Linked DNA regions of Mus musculus: regions 1, 2, 3, 4, 5 and 7 are each linked to region 6. Evidence: chromatin contacts called from public Hi-C, HiCAR-type, HiChIP or PLAC-seq and promoter capture Hi-C data. All regions are on one chromosome and are shown on one strand. The core of a region is the stretch at or near the end of the contact, and the rest is flanking DNA. Distances in the headings are between cores, read along the strand shown.

What was found. Promoter capture Hi-C pulls out the DNA fragments that hold promoters and counts their contacts. Hi-C and Micro-C count contacts between places; a contact is called where the count stands out from the background. HiCAR-type assays count read pairs that join an accessible place to other places. HiChIP or PLAC-seq counts read pairs in DNA pulled down with a chosen protein or histone mark. Capture Hi-C pulls out chosen DNA fragments and counts their contacts.
Region 1: a promoter capture Hi-C map of pre-B cells shows a contact between it and region 6, with 4 times the contacts expected there. The contact joins the promoter of Leprotl1 here to the promoter of Tti2 in region 6. A contact is called at or near these places in 1 of 39 promoter capture datasets (pre-B cells) and 1 of 9 other capture datasets (adipose tissue).
Region 2: a promoter capture Hi-C map of pre-B cells shows a contact between it and region 6, with 4 times the contacts expected there. The contact joins the promoter of 1700104B16Rik here to the promoter of Tti2 in region 6. A contact is called at or near these places in 5 of 39 promoter capture datasets (cranial neural crest, frontonasal cranial neural crest, hippocampal neurons and 2 more), 2 of 484 Hi-C or Micro-C datasets (the Ba/F3 cell line and CD4 T cells), 3 of 115 datasets of contacts at active chromatin or transcription factors (astrocytes, embryonic forebrain and large pre-B cells) and 1 of 9 other capture datasets (liver).
Region 3: a contact with region 6 is called in a promoter capture Hi-C map of liver, with 4 times the contacts expected there. The contact joins the promoter of Ppp2cb here to the promoter of Tti2 in region 6. A contact is called at or near these places in 4 of 39 promoter capture datasets (cranial neural crest, embryonic stem cells, frontonasal cranial neural crest and 1 more), 4 of 115 datasets of contacts at active chromatin or transcription factors (astrocytes, embryonic stem cells and large pre-B cells) and 2 of 9 other capture datasets (adipose tissue and liver).
Region 4: a contact with region 6 is called in an H3K27ac HiChIP or PLAC-seq map of embryonic stem cells, with 6 times the contacts expected there. The contact joins the promoter of Rbpms here to the promoter of Tti2 in region 6. A contact is called at or near these places in 2 of 39 promoter capture datasets (cranial neural crest and embryonic stem cells) and 2 of 115 datasets of contacts at active chromatin or transcription factors (both in embryonic stem cells).
Region 5: a contact with region 6 is called in a Hi-C map of B cells, with 9 read pairs. The contact joins the promoter of Ubxn8 here to the promoter of Tti2 in region 6. A contact is called at or near these places in 4 of 39 promoter capture datasets (embryonic stem cells, hematopoietic stem and progenitor cells, liver and 1 more), 1 of 484 Hi-C or Micro-C datasets (B cells), 7 of 115 datasets of contacts at active chromatin or transcription factors (the SCID.adh cell line, astrocytes, embryonic stem cells and 3 more) and 1 of 9 other capture datasets (adipose tissue).
Region 7: a HiCAR-type map of astrocytes shows a contact between it and region 6, with 4 times the contacts expected there. The contact joins the promoter of Dctn6 here to the promoter of Tti2 in region 6. A contact is called at or near these places in 2 of 39 promoter capture datasets (embryonic stem cells and hippocampal neurons), 2 of 115 datasets of contacts at active chromatin or transcription factors (astrocytes and forebrain) and 1 of 9 other capture datasets (liver).

What each region holds. Positions count from the first base shown.
Region 1 is chr8:34,145,209-34,148,613 of GRCm38.p6, reverse strand. It overlaps Leprotl1 (leptin receptor overlapping transcript-like 1), which reads left to right and starts at 1,875. Exons shown (of 4, transcript NM_026609.2): 1 at 1,875-1,929. The coding sequence starts at 1,914.
Region 2 is chr8:33,730,954-33,734,361 of GRCm38.p6, reverse strand. 1700104B16Rik (a long non-coding RNA gene) reads left to right here and starts at 1,875. Exons shown (of 2, transcript XR_004691281.1): 1 at 1,875-2,573; 2 at 3,285-3,408. It overlaps Gtf2e2 (general transcription factor II E, polypeptide 2 (beta subunit)), which reads right to left and starts at 2,295. Exons shown (of 8, transcript NM_026584.3): 1 at 2,233-2,295.
Region 3 is chr8:33,598,271-33,601,563 of GRCm38.p6, reverse strand. Ppp2cb (protein phosphatase 2 (formerly 2A), catalytic subunit, beta isoform) reads right to left here and starts at 1,943. Exons shown (of 7, transcript NM_017374.3): 1 at 1,546-1,943. The coding sequence starts at 1,647.
Region 4 is chr8:33,928,484-33,931,779 of GRCm38.p6, reverse strand. It overlaps Rbpms (RNA binding protein gene with multiple splicing), which reads left to right and starts at 1,917. Exons shown (of 8, transcript NM_001042674.2): 1 at 1,917-2,304. The coding sequence starts at 2,239.
Region 5 is chr8:33,640,022-33,643,421 of GRCm38.p6, reverse strand. Ubxn8 (UBX domain protein 8) reads left to right here and starts at 1,446. Exons shown (of 8, transcript NM_178648.2): 1 at 1,446-1,572. The coding sequence starts at 1,485.
Region 6 is chr8:31,148,552-31,151,832 of GRCm38.p6, reverse strand. It overlaps Tti2 (TELO2 interacting protein 2), which reads right to left and starts at 1,517. Exons shown (of 7, transcript NM_144927.3): 1 at 334-1,517. The coding sequence starts at 983. Snord13 (small nucleolar RNA, C/D box 13) reads left to right here and starts at 1,875; the gene lies at 1,875-1,972.
Region 7 is chr8:34,106,444-34,110,057 of GRCm38.p6, reverse strand. It overlaps Dctn6 (dynactin 6), which reads left to right and starts at 1,346. Exons shown (of 7, transcript NM_011722.4): 1 at 1,346-1,639. The coding sequence starts at 1,617. It also overlaps a transcript of Mboat4 not described here.

The DNA of each region.
Region 1 (3,405 bases), core at 626-3,125, 3.0 Mb before region 6:
GGCCAGTGCCAGTGGAAGTCGGGCTTGAGAAAGAAGCTGCTGAGATTAGCTACAATGTGAACAAGGCAATTGGGACCCAGAGCAGGAAATAGAGAATCAGATCCAGTTCTCAACAGATGAAGAGGTGGAGCGGCAGACAGTGGAGTGGGCTGGGTCCTCATTGGGGCTCCTTGGTCTTTGACACACATCCCAGGAATCCTATGATAGGTTGGAATAGAGCCAGGCCATCTCACTGTTAAATATCCAAGCTTTATGGGGTTCAGACAAGAGATACACTGTCTTCATAGTCTTTCCTGTCCCATGAATTCCCAGGCCTGCTTTCCCTGTTATGATCTTAGTATGTCCATGTCCTCCTGGCTTCCAGTTTCAGTTCTCACCCAATAAACTTATAGGGCGACTCCCTTTCAGTCTGTGTAGGTACAGATTCCAAAACTTCTCGGATAGGGCCTACAACCGTGACCAACCCATTGGCTTCTCCTCTCTCCAGCTTTCCAAATTCCCGTTCCATTTATTAGCAAAGAGCATGTTCCATCTGCCCCCCAACACACACACACACACACACAAACAACCCAACTTTGTCTTTCCATTAAAAGAGTCCTGTCAGATCAAACCAAAGGACTATTTCCCATGTCTTCTATTTCCTAGATATTTCTAGGATAGAGGTTGTCTCTGCCTTCTTAGATTCAACAGAGGAGACCTACATATTAGCAGCTGTAAGGCCTATTAAAGGGGAGAGTGTATTTTACAGGCTGTATTTTACAGGCTTAGCAAGGTTCCGAATAAAGGAAAACACAACCGGCTAGGTCTGGGAGCCCATAAGGCATTTTAACAAAAGGCAATACGCTGTGGGAAAGCAACTAAATGGAAGAAATTTGGGCTTTCAGGGGAAAACTAAGGGAGATAAAGGCTATTTCTGTAACATTTCTACAAACTCCAATTGCGGCTGCTTACAGAGACATCTGTCTCTTCCTCAGAAATGAAAATATTTACACATGGGAAATTTTGTGTTGCAAATATCTTCTCATGTAACACAGGAAAGGAAGTTCCGGCTACCTTTACAAGGAGAAACTTAAATCGGTCTGATTTTGTACAGAAAAGGAGCGCAGCCAATTCCCCTTCTATGTCTCTCTCTTTTTTAAAATTGATTTCAGCTACAGTCATCTTTCCGCCGCCCCAGTGGTATATTTTGGAGTGCAGATGGATCCCTCTTGCTATCCATTATCTTCGTCGCACTTTTGTTCTCTTTTGAGTATTTTCTCTTTCTAGTCTGCAAACAACCCGAGGGCAGAAACTACACCTGGTTTTGTTCATCCCAACGCCTACCCGGTTCCCCAGCATATGCTATGTGGGAAGCTTACATAAATATATAGGATCTCTGCGGGGCGCCCCCCCCCCCACTTCCCCATCCTTTTTGTCACCAAGACTGAAAAGCTCTCCGACTCCCAAGAGGAAGCATCTTTATGTTCACATTATGACTCGTTGACTCCCTGCGGGGGTGGAGGGGACCTCATGGGATCTGTGTTAGGAACCCAAGGAGAGAAGCAGAGACCACCCATCTCACGTGTCACAGACTGGGTGGTGGGAGGAGAAATGGGCTCGCGGGGCAGAAAGTGAGGCGATCCCGCAAAGACATCGCCCGCATCTTCACGAGCTCCGCACGCTCTCTTCTCGAGACCGCGGGGACTCCGGGCCGGAGCTGCCCCGCACGTCCCCAGCTGGCCCCCCTCAGCCGCGGAAGGAAGGACGCCGGCCCGGCCCGGCCCGGCCTCGCGCGCCCCCACGCCCCCGCGCGAGCCGCCGGCGGAAGTGCAGCGGGGTGCACTTCCGGGTGTTGTCTGGCCGCCGCCGCCGCCGCGCGTCTCGGGTCTCCCGGCCACCGCCCGGGTCGTGGAGCCAGGAGCGACGTCACCGCCATGGCGGGCATCAAAGGTGGGCCTGGGCCGCGGGGCCGGGGCCGTAGGGATGGGGCGGGGCGGCGTGGGGACGACCCAGCCGGGCTCCTCCGGCGGTGGCGCTCCGCCCCTGGACCAGAACGGGGCAACCCGGCCACCGACGCGGTCTGCGCGAGTTTGCACCCAGAGACATTGAGGGCTGCGATCGGGAGGAATGCCCGGCACGGCAAACCAGTGTGGTTTCCCACCCGAGGCACGAACGCGCCCGTCTCCCAAACCCGGGCTCTGCATCCGCTCCCGGGATCGCGGTGCACAGGCTTTCCCTGCCTCTTAAATCGAATGCATCTTTGGTGTTTTTAAGGTGCAGTAGAGCCCGGATGCTAACCCAGAGTGCTCCTGGCTTCCTTTCCCCCACAAGTGCACGTTGACACTTTGTAGTTGTGATTTTTTTTTTTTTTTAAGAAGAAAGGTAACGAACACCTTGATGAAAGGTTACTTGTCTATTGGTGTGTTTTCTTCAGAGAGAACGGGATGTTGCATTCTTTGAAGACAGGGAACTTGGCTCAGTAGTAGTCTTGCCCCTGGGGTTAGAAGCAAAGTTTTGTATTTACTTATCAGCGGATCACTTTGATTTCCTGACCTGCTTTGTAGAAGAGATAACCTAGTTGGAAGTAAAAACAGTTGGATAGTGGTGCTTCCACCTCGCTGGTAAGGGCGACTTTGGCTGAGCTTTTTCCCTGGTTCACGTTTTTTCTGGTGTCTTGTTTATTTTCGGTGCCTAAAAAAAAAAAAGATGTTATTTCTCGTATAGAACCTTGTCATCTGAGCAACTAGGACACTTTCGGATCTCTTTTTGAGCTATAATAGACCCTTTCAAGTTCTAACGTGGATGGAAGTTACTGTAAAGTGCTGTTCTTTTTAGGATGTTGCCTGCGTTTCTCTACCCACCTGCGGTGTCATTAATGAGGGACTCTTTAAAAAAAGAAAACAGTTTTTATGGTTCTCCAAATCTGGATAATGTTAATCCTGGTGACAGTGACTGGGGGGGGGGGTAATTTTACTTTTTAAAGATTTCAGTGCCTTTTAAAGTTACAGGTTGCTTATCAAGATATTTCTTCCTGTTGGCCTTTAGATTGCCCTTAAGTAAGGAGTATTGCTGTAAAGACCATTACATATTTCTTGAGCCAGTTGCCTGCTACTCTGTGATACATTATATTTTCTGCTAACTCCCAGGCCGGGGAACTTGACCCCTTCACCTCTGTCTTTGTAGTCCATCTTTAGAGAATTTTTGCTAGGTAATTGGGCTGTTCCATCCCTGGCCCAGAGGCTTTGGAAGTAGAAACCACACTCCTCTCTGTTTCATTTTCCGAGTGTTGCATCAGTCAATTACTGTATGAATCCTTACCTTACTGGTGTGTCACTTAAGACACCGTTGATATAAAATAAGCCACCTAGCTGCCAGTGTCATAAGACTGGAGAGACGTTACTGGTTTGGGGAGCATTGTGGAGCAGT
Region 2 (3,408 bases), core at 626-3,125, 2.6 Mb before region 6:
CACCTTTAATCTCAGCAATTAACCTGGAGCAGAAGCAAGCAGATTTCTGTGAGTTCAAGGCAAGGGTCTACATACAGAGTTCTAGGACAGCCAGGACTACATAGAAAGACACTGGAGGGGTAAAAGTGTACAGAAAATTCCTGATTTAGGAGGTAAAACTAAATGATCATTCCCGCTCCTCCCCCCCACCCCACCCCCAGTTATAAAACTGTAGTTTTATAAGCATTTTTAAGCAATCTCAACACAACCAGAACACAAGAACCACCAGTTGAATCACCATGAATCTTACAAAAAGTCTTTTCTCTTCCTAGCACTCTGCAGCACGGTTCAGAAAAGCTCACTCTTGCCCCTGTGAATGAATTTCACACTAGTGTTCAGTCAGGGGGGAAAGACCACTCTACAGAGGCTACTTCCAATGATAACCCTTTCATACACTGAAAATATTTTAAGTTGAAAAAAAATGCATTCAATCCATCTTTTGTACTGAACATAAATGCCTAGCAACCTGGTACACAACAGCATATCAACTGTGCCTTTGTGATATCGACTGGGAGCTCACGGCAGCTGCCTAGCATCATTAAAGTACTAAGTCACTAGCCTAGCAAAACAGCGTTAACCTCAAGTTCAGTTTTTACTAAGTATTGCTTCCACGTACATCTTCAGGAAAGCCGGAGCATCCTAACTGGTTCCACACACACTGAGTTCCTTGATTAAATAACAGGGAGATGGAGACTGGAGATATAGCTTGCTGGAGGCAAGTGGCAGTGTGACAGGTTCAATCTTGATCCAAAGGGATTTAAAAAAAAAAAAAAGCACTCATATGGAAAACTCACTGTGAACTTTATGTAAGAAGAGTCGAAGAGTCCCTGGTCTAAGAGTAAAACATCTGCTCCTCCCAGTTTCAATTCCTAACATTTGAGCAAATAATCTACAGAACTGCTCTAAATGTAGTTTCCTCCTAGGTCTGGGGAATGGGGCACTATCAGTGTTGTACATACTTGGCTCAACTCTAAAAGTGAGGAAGTATTTATGAAAGATTTTTTTTCAAGAGTAATTGTTATTTTGGTTGTATTAGGTAAGAAATTAACATTAACTTAATATGCAAGTGAGAGAGGTATGAGTAGGGAAAGCATGAAAATAAGAAAAAATTCACAACGTGAGAAGACTGAGGAAACAGGCAGTTTGCAACTCCTAAAACAGGAACATTTTACTTCATAAGGTCAGATGACTAATCTGGACGTCAAATAAAGACTTTAGGACAGATCAAACCTGTACAACTTAGAAAAACCTAACTACATAATGCCCACAAGTCTGAAAGACTAAGCATTAGTGCTATGGCTAATTTTAACACATAAAACCTGAATAGAAGTGGCACAACTAAGTAAGAAGTCATGTGTCCCAGCCCTGGAACCCTAGCAAAGCTTTCTGAAATAAGAGAGACCTCTCTATATGATGATACCAACAAAGGCACCCAGAGCAAGCGGTTTACTCTCCGGAGTTCCAACTAACTTTTCCTCCTTTTGCAACCAACATCTGTACTGCAGTGCACATCTTAGGGCTAACCTGGGTGGTAAAGAAACTATATCCACGTCTACTTTACATTAATCTGGTCAATCAAAAGCCCCGAACAGGATGTTACGACCGAGAGCTGGTACGTTTCACGGTGGATAGCTACCGGAAAACTAACATTTCAAATCTTCAGGCTCCACTGTCCAGTTCTTTCCTACCCCAGAATCTGCAATCTTCCAGCAGCCTGTCTGTCTACTCTGTCTCTCGCTTCACGGCTCGCCCCCGAGTACCGGAGCACATCAGGAAAACGGAGCGCAGAGTTCGATCGGGAAAATACCTCTCGACTCCTCCGAAAACTCACAACCTCAAAAAGTTTAAAGCAGCATTAGAAAAGCCAGTCGGGAGGGGACGCCATGGTGGTCCCCCCAACTCCACACAGGGATGAGCTCGGCTGCTGTGGTTGTGGCCAAGAAGCGGTCGGCACCATCCGCTCGCCCACCCGGAATCCTTCCCGCTTTCCAACCCGAAAGTTTGCTGTATGGACGTCCGGCCTAAAAGACAATGCTGGCTGGGGCGAGCCCCTCCTCTCGGGGGCTCGGCTTTGGAGAACGGCTCGGCGGCGTGGCGTCCACGCGCGCGTCCCCTCGGAAGACGCGTCCCGCTTCGGGGCAGCCGAGTCCCACGCGGGACTCGTCCCCCTTCGCCCGCCGCCGCAGTCCCTACCTCAGCGCCCGCAGCCCGCGCCGCCTCCCAGCCTCCGCCTCGGCCGCACGCACGCACGCACTCACGCACGCACACACCCGCCCACCGCGGGCCCGCTTCCCGCCCCCCGCCGCCGTCGCGGCGCGCACGCCCAACACGGACCTGCCAAGGGGGTCGAACCCGAGGCGGCCGTGGTGGTGGCGTTGGCGACACAGCCCCGGCCCCGCCCTCCACTTCCTGGTGCGGCGGCTAGGACGCTCGCTCCCAGCAACCACCGCGACGCCGCTCCGAAAAGGCGCCTGCGTCACGGCGTGCTCCGCCCCGAGTTTCCATGACGACCGGAGCGCGCTCAAAGGCTGCCGGTAGCCACGTTTACTCTACCAGCTCTGCTCTAGGGAAGAACGGAAAGCCGCTTTTCTTGGCACAAAGTCGGAGCAGCTCCTTCAGCCGGCTCTGGAGTCTAACCCAACCGGCAACATTACCAATAAATCTGTCATATTTTTTGGAGGGTGGGTGGTTTTGGTTATTTGAGACAAGGTCTTCCTGTGTTGCCCTGATTGGCCTGGAACTTGAATTAAAGTTGCAGAGATCGTTCTGCCTCGGCCTACCAAGTGCTGCTCCATGCCAAGCTTTTTTATTTTATTTCAAATACCACTCACCAGAACCACCTTTAACAAGTGGCGGGGGGCTTGGGGGTGGGAGGGACAGTCTAGCAAAGGCAAACTCAACATAGAATTCAACTTCTGGACTTCAACCTCAAAACTTACAGCTCAGCTTCTGCGCTTCGAACACCGGCTCTTTTCATACCTGTGACCTGTCTTTGATTTTTTGGGGGACAATATAAGATGTGGGTGCGATATTTGGCAACAACAACAAATAATAATAATTGGCCCATCCTGCACCCTACAACTATCCTTGTTTGTACAGCCTAATCCAGTATTTAAATATCCCATAGCTGTAGTTTATTAGTACTAATTACTTTGGGTCTTAGTTTTGTATGTCCCGCCCCCCCCCCAACATAGGATACTAGTGATGATGCAGAAACTAACTTTGTATAACTAAATTTTTGTCAGGTCCAAAGGAGAGTCCAATTCTTCAAACTTCAAATGACAGTCCGAAGATCCACTAGTTAACTTAATCTGGACTATACGAGGAGTTCTAACAACTGACAAAAGACGGCGGCATTCCTCCGGAACT
Region 3 (3,293 bases), core at 694-3,193, 2.4 Mb before region 6:
CCAGACCACCAGGTGGAAGAAAACAGGGACACATGCACCCGTAGGCACATACCCGCATGGGCATACCAGGGTCATGCACAGGCCAGGAAGCCAGCTATTTCTCCCACTGGCAACTCCATCCTCTGGGCTAGAGGACAAAGCAGTGGGTGACACTGAATTTGTGGAGATAAGCAAAGAAAAGAGACCCACAGCCTAGGATGTAAGCTCAAAAACACGGGATAACTGGTAATCCAGTTTACTTAGAAGTGGAGTTTAAAAAAAAAAAAACTTTAAAAGACTCACAAACCTTCCTAAGAGTTTAAGACTTCAGTGTGATACTTCAAAGCCATGGTACAACCTTCTGTAAGAGTGGATCCTAAAATTATCAGAAAGTCAAATGGAAACACCTAGCCGGATTCGCCACCTCTTGGTTTATAGGTTGGATGTCACAACTACAATAAGGTTGACTGACTCAATTTCCAAACTGGACAGCCCAGTGGTGCTCCAGCTTGAGAGAGATCACCTAAAAGGTTACCTTTAAGACTTAACGAAATTACAGGTTATCACACAAGATAAATAAAAGCTAACTGAGACGATACACAAACAGTTTCTGAGGGAAACACCCTTTTCTTCACGGCTCTACTAGAAGAAAGAAACTCTCCTGTGCTAAGTACTTATTCAACCCACAAAGGCCCTGGTCAACTTGAAAAGCGCACCAAGAGCCATCTATCACTCCCCACCCCAAGTAAGGAGTGCCTGTTATCAGACGGATAAACAAAATCCTTTGGTAGGATCCTAACTTCTGGGGAAAAAAATGTAGACTCTGACTTGAATACTTAGCTCCGTTACTCTCTCGCAGGGCTCTTGAACATGGGGAAGCGAGTTAGCCCACAATAAAAAAGAGGAATGAAAAAAAAAAAGACTCTAAATAAGATGATATAAGCAAAAAAAAAAAAAAAAAAAAAAAACCCAAAAACCTAGCGGTTAATAAACCAATAGATACACACACATGTCTGAAAGCTGAGAAGACACGATCAAAAAGGGATTACCTAATCCATTACCTGCAAGCTATAGCGTGGGGTCGGGAGGGATACACAGGGTTAAAAAAAAAAAAAAGGAAGTAACTTTCTGTAACGTGGCCGGTTCTAAATAGCACCTATCCCAGTTAACGTTGCCAGTAAGCACCGTTTCCAAATTCAGCACCTGCTGTCTTCTTCCTGAAAAAGACGTCCCTCTCCATAGCCACTCGGCCGCCCAGACCAGCCTTCAGTCATCTGCCTCCGCCAAACCCAGGCTGGGAGAAGGCTCGGCCTGCCATCACGCCCACTAGTGTGCAAACAAAAGCTCCTTGCACTCCGTGGATCACCTGCGAGCGATCGACGCCACACTAACCACCGCTCGGTGTTAACGACTTTCAGGGCAGTTGTCCGTGGAGCCCGGGGACTGCAGCAGCCTGGTTTTCGGGGCGTGGGGTGGGGTCCCGCACCCCGTCCCCTACTCCAGCCGGGGGCCAGGGCCCGTTTCCCCCCCCGACCCCTGCGCGCGCCTCCGCGGCGGGCCGCCTACCTTCTCGCACAGCGTCCGCACTTGGTTCTCGTTCAGCTGCTTACACTCGTTCAGCTGCTCCACCCACTGGTCCAGCTCCTTGGTGAACGCCTTGTCGTCCATGGCGGCGAGCCGCGCGTCCCCGCCGCCTCCCCCGCCGCCGGCCCCCGGCGGGACCACCGAGCCGCGGAGCGCGCAGCCCGCGCCCCGCCCAAGCCCAGCGGGCAGCCGCGGGCCCCGGCCTCCGGGAGCGCCCGCCCCGCCCGGCCCCGGCCACGCGCCTGGGGCGCGGCGAAGGGCTTACGGCTCGGAGCGCAGAGCGCGGCGCAGCTCGGCTCGGCTCCGGCCCGACGGCGCCCGCCCGCCCGCTGCCACCCGCAGGCCTCTCCGCGCTCTGGCCACGGCCCTCTCGCTCTTTCTCTTCCCTCCCTCCGGGTTTCCGTCATCGCCCCGGCATTTCCGCCGGGAAAAGGCGAGTGGGCGGCGCCGCCGGGCCCGGCGCACGAGGAGGGGAGCAGCGCCCTCGCGCGGCCCGGCGGAGAAACGGTCCCCTTGCATCCTTCCCCCGGTCCTCCTGCCCACTCTGCCCTTGGGGAATCCGGTTCTCGCCTTGGACCTCTCTCCGCACAGGGCATTGAGACTGTTGGGCTTTTCCCTCAACCTTTCACTACCCTAGAGCATGCACTAAATATTTATTGAGTAAATTTCTACTCTTAGCAGTAATTCATTGCGTAGCCTTGAATCTCAGACCCTTTCTGTCTATATCAGAAAGATAACTTTTAACAAAGGATGTATTTACGTTTATGTCACGTGTGTACAGGTGCCTTGGGAGGACAGAAGAGAGTATTGGCTCTCCAGGAGCTGGAGTTGGTGGTATATGGTGCTAGAAACCAAATTTAGGGCATCTGTAAGAGTAGCACACATTCTTCATTCTTTCTTTCTTTCTTCTTCTTCTTCTTCTTCTTCTTCTTCTTCTTCTTCTTCTTCTTCTTCTTCTTCTTCTTCTTCTTCTTCTTCTTCTTCTTCTTCTTCTTCTTCTTCTTCTTCTTCTTCTTCTTCTCCTCCTCCTCCTCCTCCTCCTCCTCCTCCTCCTCCTCCTCCTCCTCCTCCCCCCCCCCCTCCCCCTCTCCTTCCCCTCCTCTTCCTTCTTTCTTCTTTCTTCTTCTCTTGGTTTTTTTCAACACAGGGTTTCTCAGTGTAGCCTTGGCTGTCCTGGAACTCATTCTGTTGACCAGGCTGACTTCGAACTCAGAGATCCACTTGCCTCTGCCTCCCAACTGCTGGGGTTAAAGGTGTGCACCACTACCACCAAGCTGTGTTTATCCTAACCTCAGCTAATCTCTTTAAACCATGAAATGATTTTTAAATTTTTCTGTGGCCATTCCATCTTATCATTCTTTGTTGTGACTACTATGATGCCTTGGCTGTAATTAGTGATCTTTATATAACAGGGGCTAGATACCGAGACCTTTAAAGCTGTGCTCACAGACCCTATTTCCTGGGTCTGAAACATGTACGGCTGCTTCTGCTGTTCGCAAGTGCTCAACAGCGTCATGGTTCCTGAGTTGGTTTTGTCAATTTCTCAGCTTGAAGCAATCCCCAAACTGCCTCTAGCTGCAGATTTGTCATTAGTTGAAATAAGTAAGCACAAAATCTTGTCAGTTGTGTGAGTACATGGACTTTGTGAAGTAGATGATCTCCAGTTTTAGGTGGGCTCTGGGCATCACACTCAGGCTTGTAGGCAAAGTACGCTGCCCCCCAGCCATCTC
Region 4 (3,296 bases), core at 668-3,167, 2.8 Mb before region 6:
CTCAGAAAGACACTGCCCCCTCGTGGTTCCTCTTATAACTGACTGAAAAACCGGCCGAGCAAAGAGCTGCCAATCAGCACAATCAATAAATCAAAACGCGGACAAAGTTTCCAATCAACTGCAGTTTTGCTTCTGAACTTTTTCTACCGCTGTTCCAAAGACTCTTGGTTCATTTCCTCCCAGAAGGCATCTTGGTTCCTACAGAGAGCAGTGGTATTATGACAGCAACTTAAAACATTATTTTCCTTTAGAAACTTTCCCACGTCTCCAGATCCCCTCAAAGAAAACTTATGATCTAAAACCAAGTATCACTATGGATTTTCACTTCGCAACGCCTTTAAAAGCAAAAGAACGACGTTGCGCGTATCCTGCTTTTTATAATTTGAACCAGGATTCAGCGACTATGTTGCCTTGGAGTTGTTTGGGGTATCTTGTCTCCACAACACTACTTTGAATTGCCTAAAGGCAGGGCCCTTATCTTCAGCTCCCACCCTCTCCCGCCTCACCCCACCCCCAACCGCACACAAAGCGGGGAAGGGTAAAGAATGTGGAGTAGGGAGAAAGAGATAAACAGTTAAACCAAGCCATAAATGAGAAATCGTGATTGGTGCGGCATGCCAGACGAACTTCCTCAGAGAGACAGGCACCATCCGCTGAATCGTGGGTTTTAAATGTCTGTCCAAACTAGTCAAAAGTCTAGGAGCTTACAGGATCTATTGTTGGAAAAGTTCTCTAGGACCAGGAAAATGGAAACTTCCTTAATAATAATGCTAGCTTCCGCCTATTGTAAACCACAATTGTGCAAGTATGGGTGTTAGGAACCTGAGGCTCGCCCCACCTATAATCTCTAAAACCCTGGGATATATATATATATTCATACATACATACATATATGCACACACACATATAATGATTGTAATATATATGTGTGTGTGTATATATATAATCAGTGAAATGGGAGAATATGTATGTGTGTGTATATATGTATGAAATATTTATTCATTTTATAGATGAGGAAGTGGAAGCTATGCGGTCATCCGGTGTTGGGTAATTGCTTTGATTCTCTAGAGATAAATGTCTTGACCTTTGAGGGGCAGTGAGGGATATTTAGTCAACAAGTACATATGGAGGGCCTACTACGCTCCGGGACTACGCTCCAGGTAGCCTACTTAAGTTATGGCAGAGATAAACAGGACGTAGTCCTGTATTCCAGGAAGGGGCTCCCCGTAGAGTGATGTAAACAGACCCGATTCCAGAACAGTCTGGTGCCGGCTGTGCGAGTCTGAACAGGGGCGGCCGGAAGCCTAGAGAGCGATAGCGGCCGAAGTGGGGGGGGCGGGGGGAGGCTGGGAGGTTTCGCTGTACTCGGGCACCCGCAATGGGGTGGCAAGCGGTGTCCTGCAAAAGCGGGGCTCGGTGGTGGGCTGTCCCGCGTGCCCGTCACCTTTCTGCCCGGGAAGAACCGAGTCTCGGCGGGTATTGCCACGGAGGGTGGGTTTGGGTGCACACCCGTCGTGAAAAGCAAGCAAACAAAAGTAGCGCGCTCCAGTCCATGTGCCCCCCACCCCTACCCCGAAAGGCTTGTCCTCGGCTCTGAGCCCCCTCTCCAAGCCCACCGCCGCTGGCCCGCCCAGACGCCTAGGTCCACGGGGTTGGAGAAAGAAGGGGCGGCCCGACCTTCCGCCCGCGGTCCCCGCGGCCTCGTGACCCCGGTGCCGACCCCCCCTCCCCCAAGCCCAACCCAGCCCAGCCCAGCCCAGCCCTGGGTTCGACCGCTCCGCCCCGCGCCCCTCCTCTCGCGGGGGGCTTCGCTGTCCCGATCCGCGTCTCTCTGGGCTGCGTCCGGCCGCGCACGTCCAGGGAGGGCGGAGGGAGGAGAGGAGGGAGGGGAGGAGAGGAGGGAGGGGAGGAGAGGAGGGAGGGGAGGAGGGAGGAAGGCGAGAGAAAGCGCGCTGCGTGCGGCCCCGCTGCCCAGAGCCTGCCAGCAGCGCGTCCTCGGCGGCTCCGGTCCCAACCGCGCCCGCCGCCTCGCCTCCTCGGTCTCGGCCGCGTCCCGACTCCGGGGCTCGCCCGGCCTCTCGGAGGTCCCCGCCCGCCGGTCCGTCTCGGCTCTCCGCTGCGCCGCCCGGCTCCAGCCCCGCAGCCCGCCCCGGGGGAAGGTAGCAGCGGGCGAGCGCGCCCTCGCCCTCGCCTCCAACCCCGCGCCCCAGTCCCGCGCGGCGACGAAGGACCGGGAAGATGAACGGCGGCGGCAAAGCCGAGAAGGAGAACACCCCGAGCGAGGCCAACCTTCAGGAGGAGGAGGTACTGAGGGGGACTGGCTGGGGGGCGCGGGGCGCACGGGCCGGGGCTGGGGGGAGTAGCACGGGACGCGGGCGTCCGGAGGGCGCGGGACTGGGTCCACGCGCGTCCGCCTGCCTCTGGTTATTGCATAAGTTTTGAGGACTTTCCCGAGACTTTTGTAAGTAGAATGCTCAGCTTTGTCTACTCGGGATGTTGAAAGCGGAATCGAGAGCTGACTCCCGGGTGACCTCAGATGATTGGGACCAGGGAGGGTCAGGACTTGGGTTCTTGCGTCTTGCAGCTGGAAATTGGAGGGAGGGAGGTATGGCGAAGGGAGAAACTCTGGGAAAGTTCTCAGTAAAAGATACTTCCGACCCCAGCTCCCCTCCCTCTCTTACTCCCTCCCTCCCTTTCGGTGTTAAAAGTTCTGGGTGAAATATCTTCTTAGCTGAGACATTTTGGATTAATAGATAACTCATAGGACGCATTCTTCTCCGATGAGTCGGAGACCCCCGCCGAACCTGGGAGAGGTCGAATGTGGGGGTGGGGGCGTAGAGTAACAAGGGCTAAAAGCTTTGGGTTCCCCAAAGCAAAGGTGCGTGGAGGGTGTTTTTAAAGGGGGGAAAATCACAACTTTATGTGGCACACTCGGAATTTACAAACAATTTGCGGCTGTGGTGCGTTTCTTACTGAAAACGCCGGTGGTGGACGGGGGTGTACTTGGGGCTCGTGAATTTTGTCAGTTTTGTGATATCCTGTTTCGCCTTCACTCCTGCAAATGTGTTATCTGGAATACAAGAAATTATATTTACCATTTTAAAGGTCTCCCAGAATTGAGTGTGCAGTAGCAGAAACTGCCCATCCCACTATAACGTAAAAAAGTGTTCTTACAGGTAATTTACATCCTAATAAAGGGGACGTACACAACCCGAACTGACTCTAAAGCAGTTAGTATGGTGAGAGTATTGGGACGCTTGTGCAAACTTAAACACAGAGAGTGAAACCAAACATTA
Region 5 (3,400 bases), core at 197-2,696, 2.5 Mb before region 6:
TAATATATACACAAAGGAACTTTAGGGTAAAAGGAGGTTAAAAAAAAAAAAAAGGCAGGACTCTGACATGACATTTCAAGAGCAGGAACCTCTAAGGTTGTATTGGCCATCCACTGCTGGCCATTCAGTCTACCATCGCAAATGTTTTTCAAGTGAGCCTTCCCTGGAGAGAGAATTTACTTTTTCAAGTGGTTATCAGTTGGAGATAGTGGCTGGATTAAGGATGGGGATAGCTGTCTACTTCTTTGGGCTCTAGGAGCTTATCGGTGAAGATCCACACAGGCTCTGTGCATGCTGCCTCAGTTCACTGAGTTCACATATTTATCGATCTTTTTTGCTTTGGAGGGCCTTGTTTTCTCCGTGCCCTTCATCCCTTTTGCTCTTACTCTTTCTGCCTCTGCTCCTTTGGGGTTCCCTAAGGGGAGGGTTTCATATTCACCCATTTAGGGCTCACTGTTCCAAGGTCTTGGACGCTCCTCTGTATACTTTTTTTTTCTTTTGTTTTTTTCAATCAGGGTTTCTCTGTGCAGTCCTGGAACTCACTCTGTAGACCAGGCTGGCCTTGAACTCAGAGATCCATCTGCCACTGCCTCCCTAGTGCTGTGGTTAAAAGTGTCCGAAGTCCAAACTCCAAACCTTCACACTTTAGTCACTATCTCCTCAGGAAATTCTTCTCCACACTGCAGAACGTGGTTCTGTAGCACTCTATACAGACATTCCTATCATGGCACCAGACATCAGATAGTCTCTGTACAGGACATGTATCCCAGGGCTGAGTTTGTTTAGGACAAATTCAGTAACTTACACATACTTGGAACTTAAGCTAAACTGAAGAGCGACTGGGGGTATTGATGGTTGAGGACTTGCCAAGTTGGGAATCTTGTCAGTGGGAAGGCCCTCCATTCCTGAACTCTAAGTTACCAGAGCTGAGTCATGGAGTGGCAGGGAAGTCACTGTGAGGCCAACGTTAAGTCATAACTGTAACACGTGTAGGCATTGACAGGGAGAACAGTGAGTGGGGGGCAGGTCTAGGGAACTCTCCACGCGGGTGTGGGGCAGGAACAGGCACTAGGGAGCAGACCCCACTTTTAAGCTTCCCGCAGGACCTGTTAGGAAGAGAAGATGCTTAGTAACTAGTTAGCTAAGAACCAAACGCCCTGTTACCCCCAAGGGACACAAGGCCACCGGGCCTCGCAGCGTCAACCGCCCCTTTTAAGTCATTTCAGTCTTCTGAGCACCATCTTTTAGACCTGCACAGTCTGATAAGCCACTGTCATCGTGACCAGCCTCAGATCCACAGGACAGGGACCGTCCCAGCCGAAGGAGATGACCCGCGCCGTCTGAGCAATCGCATCCGGGCCCGCGCCCCAGCCTCAGGGCACAGCATCCTCCCTCCATTCCTCCCAGCCCGAGGCCTCCGGGGCGAGCTCGCGGAAGGCACGGCCGGAAGGGGCGGGCACTGCGCCCAGCGAGCCCTCCGCGCCATGGCTTCTCGTGGCGTCGTGGGCCTTTTCTTGCTCTCTGCTCTCCCTCTCTTGTGTCTGGAGCTCCGGCGCGGGATCCCGAGTCTCGGTAAGTGTTGCCTTTCTCCTCTCGGTGCTCCCAGCTGGAGTGTTGTCACCTGAGCGGCGCGGACCTCCGCGCGCTTTTGACTACAATCCCCAGAATCCATCGCGCCCGCCCCTCTTCCGGAACCGCCTCCATTTCCGCGGGAAAAAGTTCTCTTGATCTCTGGCCAGGGTCGGCTTGGAAAGGGACCCGAGTGAGAAGCGCAGGGACAGATAGGAACTGTTTCGCCTCTAAGAGTAATGAGAGCCGGAAGTAAATAAGCTGATAGCTGAGCCATGTTTCAGGTGAAAGCCTTTGTGTCATGATCAAGGAATGGATGAAAGGGAGTCCCCAAGTACCATTTCTGAGAATCTTATTCTAAGTCAGACCCTGTTTGCAATCTCACTCTCCACTACTGCCACAACGACTTGTAGGTACTGTTAGCCTAAAAAACAGCGCTCTGCCCCAGAGCAGGTCAGAGTTTATTTTGGAATCGAATCTAAATGTCCGTGGTGTTCTGAGAATACGGATTTGGGTTACTTCAAATTCTCGGTTCCACGGTTCCAAAAGTTTTTATTGTAACAGCCAAAAAAATGTCACAAAACACCTTAAATATATGTAGGTCCATCAGGGAGATGAGTTACAGCAACGTGTAGGAAAACCTCTCGCAGAGGGCTCAGGTGCTCACAAAATAAACTTTTGGATTGGTAGAAGGTTGTGGGCTAAGTTAATATATTGTGTAGGTTCCATGTGATAGGCATAGTTAGGTCAGGCATATAGGTGAACAATGAGTGACTATTAAGTGGGCTAATTAAAGCCCATAATAATCCATGGTTAGGCTCTGGACCTGCAACATTTGAACCATTCCATAGTCTAAAAAGTTCTTATCAGTTAATCACCTTCTGTAGAACATAAAAGTAAGGGGATACTTGAGTTTACAGTACTGTTAAAATCTTTACATTTGAGAGCACTGTGATTTATTGAGGACGATCAGTGACTAATTGGAGGTGGTTTTGATTTTTTTTTAAGATTTATTTATTATATGTAAGTACACACAGTAGCTGTCTTCAGACACACCAGAAGAGGGCGTTAGATCTCATTATGAATGGTTGTGGGCCACCATGTGGTTGCTGGGAATTGAACTTAGGACCTTTGGAAGAGCAGTCAGTGCTCTTAACTGCTTAGCCATCTCTCCAGCTCTTTCCTTTCTTTTTCTTTCTTTCTTTCTTTCTTTCTTTCTTTTCTTTTCTTTTCTTTTCTTTTCTTTTCTTTTCTTTTCTTTTCTTTTCTTTTCTTTTCTTTTCTTTTCTTTTCTTTTCTTTTCTTTTCTTTTCTTTTCTTTTCTTTTTCTAGAGTTTTTCTGTGTAACAGCCCGTGGTGCCCTGGAATCACTTTATAGAGCAGGCTGGTCTTGAGCTCATAGAGATTCACCTGCCTCTGCCTCCCCAGTGCTGGGATTGAAGGTGTGCATCATCACTACCCTGCATGGTTTTTATTATTATGTGTGTCTTTTGAGTCTTCAATTAGCTTAGGTTAGCCTGTGTCTTGAAGCAAACCTCCTGCCTCATGTTTTCAGGTCCTATAGTAACCCATAGTTTTTTTTCTCTCTCTCTCTTTTTTTTTTGTTGTTTTATCGAGACAGGGTTTCTCTGTGTAGCCCTGACTGTCCTGGAACTCACTTTGTAGACCAGGTTGGCGTCAAACTCAGAAATTCGCCTGCCTCTGCCTCCCGCCCCTAGTTTTTTAAAGGGCCATTCTGGATTCTGTGTGGAGAATGCTTTGGAATGGAGCTATAGTGCAGAGTAGTGAGCCAAGTTAGAGTTTGCTGTAGTGAATAGTTACAGGGATGGCT
Region 6 (3,281 bases), core at 268-2,767:
CTTTATCCAATAATTATGAACAAGTTAGAAGTCCCTGTATTTAAATTCATGCTGAAAGACTGGGTCTTCTCCAAATACCCATGGGTACTTAGCATAAGATACTCGATTCCATATAAATGGGACAGAATCTTCCATATCTATTGTCAGAATTTCCAGTTTTCCAAGGCAGTCATTTGGTGGAGAAAATGGAATTTGATGACTTCAGTTCTAATCTTGAATTTGCTGCTATATGATTTCCTCGTCTCTAGTAAGCCACAACCGTTCCGGTCCTTAAGAAATCTATTATCTCAGCACCCCTATCTGTCTGATAATAGTGAAAAGAGCATTACTCACTTATTCAAATGGGGCTTAAGAAGCCCCAAGACCACAGCAAATCTCCCTCGATCGTCTTCATTTTCTCCGCATAGGAATCCTGCCACAGAACTGCACTCAGTAACTCTAAGCAATAAAGACAGCACCTCACCAGCAACATGCTGAGATGCTGGACTGGTCCATGGCTGCTTCAATCTGTGAGTGATGGCAAAAATATACACGGGTCCTGACATGTGACGGAGGCCTGTCTTCCACGCAGGGCAGTCGGGAGAACTCTTGGCAGCTTCAACCTTCCCCAACAGCTTTAGAAACAGTGAGCCAACTTCAGTCGCCTTCTCGGGCACTTCGGGATGCTCTTCGACCCCATCTGCCTTCTCCTCGGGTGCTGCGAACTTCTCCAGGGCTCTCACCACCTGCCCCAGGATCTCGGGCATCCCCCGGAGGGATCCCCCACTCCCACTCCCCTCAAAGAATCTGTCACCTTCGGCGGCTTCTATTAAAGCGCCGAGGTCTTTAAGAGCCGCATTTCTTGCGCCGCCCTGTCCTGATGACTTTGGGCGGCTGAGACGGTTCAGAATCTTGGAGAAGGCTGGTTCGAGGGCCGGGGGAGAGCCCTCTGCAGGCAGGGAGCAGCCGACCCCCGACTTCTCTTCGGCACTGTCCAGCTTCATTCCTAGTCGCACCGGAGGGGCTGGGCTCGCCCCCCCCGCCCCCCCCGGGGGGGGACAGAGACCAAATGGGGATGGTGTCTGGAGTCTCGGAGGGAAGGTCGTCCGGGGCTCGGTGTCCCCCAACGAACAGAACTAAAACCAGGCACAGCTAAAAGGCGAGATGTCTCACTGTCTTGACGCAAGGATCGAGTGTCAATCCACCCAGTAAAGTGGCTGTAAGAAGAGAGCCTCAAGCCGGGCAGTGGTGGCGCACGCTTCAGGAGGCAGAGGCAGGCAGATTTCTGAGTTCGAGGCCAGCCTGGTCTACAGAGTGAGTTCCAGGACAGCCAGGGATACACAGAGAAACCCTGTCTCGAAAAAAAAATAGGAGAGCCTCAAGCTCCTAACACGTAGCGAAATTTGTCTTTCCGAAAACTCAAAAAAGAAAAAAAAAACAGTTAATTTTAAAGACAAACTACTGAACCGTGACACCAAAAAGGCTCCCGAAACCAAGCGCTCTTCCAGTACGGTAGCTGTATTCCGCAACTTCCGGCCCTGGAGAGCATTGTAGCCGTAAAGCAAAACTAACTTCCGCCAGCGGAGCCGCAACGCTTCTTTTTACGACTCGCGACCAGAAAGCAACAAACAGTCCGTCAGAGAAGGAAGGGGTAAAAGGTGGAGCATGAAGGATATATTTGCATAACTAAGCGTTCGCTCATTAAGTTTGTTCCTGATTTCATCTGCTAGGCTAGAAACAAGAGAATTCTCGCAAAATCCTAGTAACAGTTTGAAATTGTACTAGATTTTGTGTGCAAAAGCTAAATAGAGCGGCAGCATATTAGTCACCCTCTTTGAAAAACTGGTGAGACTTACTCGATACTTCGCAAGCTAACAGTAAGGCCGATCCTTTCTGGTTCATAAAGCGTGATGATTGGGTGTTCACGCCATTGCGTGACATGTGCCGCCCATAAACCTTGTTACGACGTGGGCACATTACCCGTCTGACATGAACTTAGGAGGATCCTCCACTTCTGGTTCTTGTGTAGATTAGAGTTATGCCCTGTTTTTTACTTCTTGGTTCAGTCAGGTAGGATTACTGGTTAGGTAGTGGAAAGTGTCCAGGGTACCTGGGACTAATACATTATTACTAAAGTACATTCCATTCCTAAGAGAAACTGAAAGTGACAGAGTTATGCTTCTTACAAGTCGCTCTGGTACAATTCACTTCTTTCTAAGAAAAATTGTTTTATTAAGTTATTACTCTGATGTGTATAAATGCTTTGTTCACATGCGTATATGTGTACCTGGTGCCCCCCCTGGTCCCCGCGGAAGCCAGAAAACAGTGTCCAGTTCTCTGAACTTGAATTTCTGGAGTTTGTTAGCCATGGCATGTTCTTAACTGAACCATCTTTCCACTCCAAGACATGCTCTTCTTAGTGTTACACTATTTGCCACTACACTACCAGTGATGCCTGTGTGGCTTTTTTTCCCCCCTTCACTTCTCTGTGTGACCTCTTGCAAACGGCAATAGCTCAGATCTCTATGTCTTAATTTCTGTATTGGGGAAACAAATGTAGATAATTACTGGTCCCCATCTCTTAGGACTGTTGGGACAATTTTTAATGTACATAAATGCCGGGAACAATATCTGATCAGCATAAAGTTCATAGAGGTGTTAGTTCCCATTGTTATGCAACAGCACCAACATTAATTTACATTTCTTCTTTCCAAGAAAATCTGGTGATTAGAATTCTAACTCGGAACCTCTTTCTTCTGGCTTTTCCCACTCTGACCAATTGGTGGCACTCTGATCAATCACTGCTAACCACTTCCAAGAGAAACCTTCCCTTAACAAAAGCAGCTTGAGGCCAGTCAATAAGAGGTTATTGTGTCTGTACTGTGTGGGACGTTTCTTTTCTGTAGCATGTGCCCTTTGTGTCCAGTGGATCCAGACGCCTTTCAGACTTGAGGAGTGCTCTGTATTGTTGAGATCTCTCGCTGGGTTTCCCAAAGCCCGAGCCAGCCATGCCTTTACTTCTATCTAGTGCCTGGCACAATTTAGTCAAGGCAACAAATGTATCCTGAATGCCCATGTCCACGCACAGAGGACAGGCTGGATTGACCACCCACACAATGCAGCTACATGGAGCTGCGTCCACACAATGCAGCTTGGTGCAGCTGCAGTGAGGGAGAAAAAGCAGTCTCTGTGTAACACCATGGAACTCTGGGAATATAGATAGGTGGAAGGAGCAGAGGGGAGGAAGGGTAGATAGATGCTCTCTTGTAAGAAAGAAGGAAAGATAGAGAGTAAGATATATG
Region 7 (3,614 bases), core at 97-2,596, 3.0 Mb before region 6:
ACAGGAAGACCAGAAAAGAACCTCCCCTGTCATACTGTATTTAAAACACTAACATGGAGGACCATAAAAGAAAAAAAAAAGTGTATTTAAAGTGCAAGAGAGCATCACCACACCACATCACCTGAACAGGTGTGTCCCTCTGAATGAAGGTAGGCTGTTCAGCTGAAACTTTAAACGTCTTGCAAGAGCTCACAATGATGTATTTCAAAGTCTGAAAGTACTCTGGTACTGCACCCACTAAACCTACGTGTTCTAGCTAAAGGAAAAATAAACACTTTCTACTGCAAAAACAGACTCAAAGCTGGGCAGTGGTGGCGCACGCCTTTGATCCCAGCACTCCGGAGGCAGAGACAGGTAGATTTCTGAGTTCGAGACCAGCCTGGTCTACAGAGTTAGTTCCAGGATAGCCAGGGCTATACAGAGAAACCCTGTCTCAAAAACCAAAAACAAACAAACAAACAAACAAACAAAACCAGACTCAAAGAACACATTACCACTAAGCCAGGTCTACAGAAGACCTGAAGGAATCTTTCAGATTGAAGAGAGAAACAAGTCCCTCTGAGAAATCATAAAAAAGAATAAACCACACTAGAAAAACTGTTAAAACAATACAACAACCACTATAAAAACCAGGAAAATGGCAGGAGCCATAACTCTGAGTAACCAAGGGTGACCTTGAATTTGTGATCCTTCCTGGGCTGGGTTTATGGGTGGGTTCTGCCATGGCCAGTTTCGTGTGACTCTCTGGAATGAACTCTGGACTTCATGCATGCTAAGCAAGCACTGTACCAACTGAGCCAACAGCCCCAACACACCCCCTTTAAGATATTTCTTGGTGTGACTAGAAATTGCTTAATTAAGAAACAGATTGTCCCGGATAACCAGGAGTGGGCCAGATTCAATCAGTTTAAAGGGTTCAGAGCAACACTGAAACTTCCCCCCTGAAAAGAAGAAATTCCACCTGTGGGTAGCAGCTTGGCCTTCCAAATGAAAAAGTCCCAGCTTGATCTACGGGTTTCGAACTTGCACAGCAGATCCCTAACTAATTCCTAACAAAACCCTCGTAATTCATATCTCCTGCTGGTTTTGCTTCTCAGAATGAATCCTTATTATGCCACCTGGGTCCTACGTAGCAGTAGTTGGGAGATGGAAAGACAGCTTGGTTTCTTCAAAGTTTAATAGCGTGAGATGACAAAGCCTCAGAAGAGCCAAGCACACACACATACACACGCATACGCGCGCACGCGCGCGCTTGTAAAGAGACGTTTAAAAACTGGATTTGATGTTCAAAAGAGATTTTGACAGGCTTAGGGAGGAAGTTAAACGTAGAGTGAACTTAACGATAAGGATCAGGGCTGATGGGGTTAGGATAGACTTGGTAAACACTGTCAAGTGGAAAAAACGACTTTCCAGGAGGCAGAAGCGAAGCAAGCCAAGCCAACCCCGAAAAGCAAACCATCCTCAGCACGCAAGCGCGAACCTGGAAAGCAGAAGGCGGGTCTCTCAGGCCCCGCCTCTCCCAGGCCGTGCCAGGCTCTGCAATCCCATGCAGAGATCATCGCTCTAGCCAGGCTGCAAAAATCGATCTCAGCTCTTCCTGAGACCCGGGCTTGACGATGGCGGAGAAGACGCAAAAGAGGTACGTGTTAACACCTCCGCAGGGGCAGAACCCGTTTCTGGTCGCGGCGTGGGGGCACTGAGACGGTGTATAGGTGGATGGCTCCATAATCCCATACCTGGCGTCCGTGGGGTGTGGGGGCGGAGAGGGTTTGTTCCGTGACCCCCACCCATCCCAGCACGCCTGCGCAGACTCCATTGGGGCTGCGTGGGGGACTCAGGGAGGCTGAGGGAGGTTGTGCGGGCGAGAAGGCTGCTCAGCGGTGGCTGCACCGTCGGCCCTGCCTCTGATCAGGAAGAGGGAGGCCTGGAAGAAGACACTGATGCTGTCATCCTTATGTCAGTGCCTGAGAGCCCAGGGCCGGCAACTATGGCTTTTCCTGTCACAGTCTTCACCAGTGAGAGCCGTTGGTGGAAAGAGACCGCATGGATAACAGAAAAGCATAGGGATTCATTTGCCGTTGCCTCCTTTGTCCTGGGATTAATGTCTTGAGATATACATATACATATACAGCTGTATGTATATGCATGTATCGGTGTTAAGGTGTGTGCGTGTGAATGTTGTCTCTCAAGCCAGAAGAGGGCGTGGATCGCCCCGGAAGCAAGCATTCAGTTATCACAGGACAAAGATCTAGAGAGACAGGGTGTTTCTGGGCAACTTTCGGCTCAGAATCGAGAATACTGGTGTCAGAACAGTGACGCCCCAGGAATAAACTTTGCTCTAAGAACTTTGTGGTATGCATTATCATTTGATGGTCTGTAGAAATTCTAGGGTTAGTGTCCTGATGAGTTCTAACTGTCAGCTTGAAACAACTTAGAGTCATCTGGGAAGAGGGAACCTCAATTGAAGGATCGTCCATGTCGGGGTGAGTGTCTTGATCTGTGATTGAGATGGGAAGGCCCATCCCACTGTGGGCAGAGCCATCTCCAGTCGGGTAGGCCTGGGCCATTTAAGAAAGCTACTTAGCAAGTGGGCCAGTAAGCAGTCATAGTTCCTGCCCTGAGCTCCCTGGGCATGGTGAGCAGGAAGTGTAAGGCGAATAAACCGTCTCCTCCCCACGCTGCATTTGGTCATGGTCTTTATCACAGCGACAGAAAGCAAGACAGAACAGTTAGAATACTGTTAAGAAATAAAATCCAAAGCTGTTTTGTTAAGCATTTAAAAGTATATGTGATTTTGGCCTAATAGGCTGTGTGCCACTTAAGAAGTTCATAATACATTAAACATTCTTACCACTGACTTGCTATTTTTCCATGAATCTCTTAAAACCTTTTTCTTAGCTACAGAGTCAGCATAGCTGTATTAAAAACTTTTTTTCATATTATTTTTTGGTGGTGTGAATGACACAGTCTCCTATAGGCTCATGTGTTTGAGTACTTAGACCCCAGTTGATGGTGCTGTTTAGAAAGATGCTCATGCACACTCGCACTTGTGAGTGCATGTGTATGTGTGTGTATGTTTGTTCTTGCTTGCACATGCATGTGTGTTTCAAGCTGTGGTGTCTCAGCTTCCTGGTTTTCTGCCACCTGCTGCCTGGCTCCTCACAATGATGGACTCTTATCCCTCTGGAATCTTAAGCCACAATAAATTGTTGCCTTCTACAAATTGCTCTGGTTACGGTGTTTCATTTCCACAACAGAAAAGGAATCCCTTCACATTGATTGATTGATGGATAATTGAATGTGTTTATATGCGTGAGAGTACACACATGCAGTAGTATACTTATGGATACTTATGGACACTTATGGAAATTGATTCTCTCCTTCCACCGTGTAAGACCCAGGGATTGAACTCAGGTGGGCAGACTTGGCAGCAAGCACCTTCCTTTATCAGCCCCTTTCTCCACTGAGCCATCTGGCTGGCCCCAGCATACCTTCTGTAACATATTTACATTTTAATTTTATTTCCATGGGTTCCAAGGCTCTGAATGGGTCACTGGGCTTAACACAGCAGGGCTTTATCCATGGAGCCCTCTCACCCACCGTCCATACTTTCA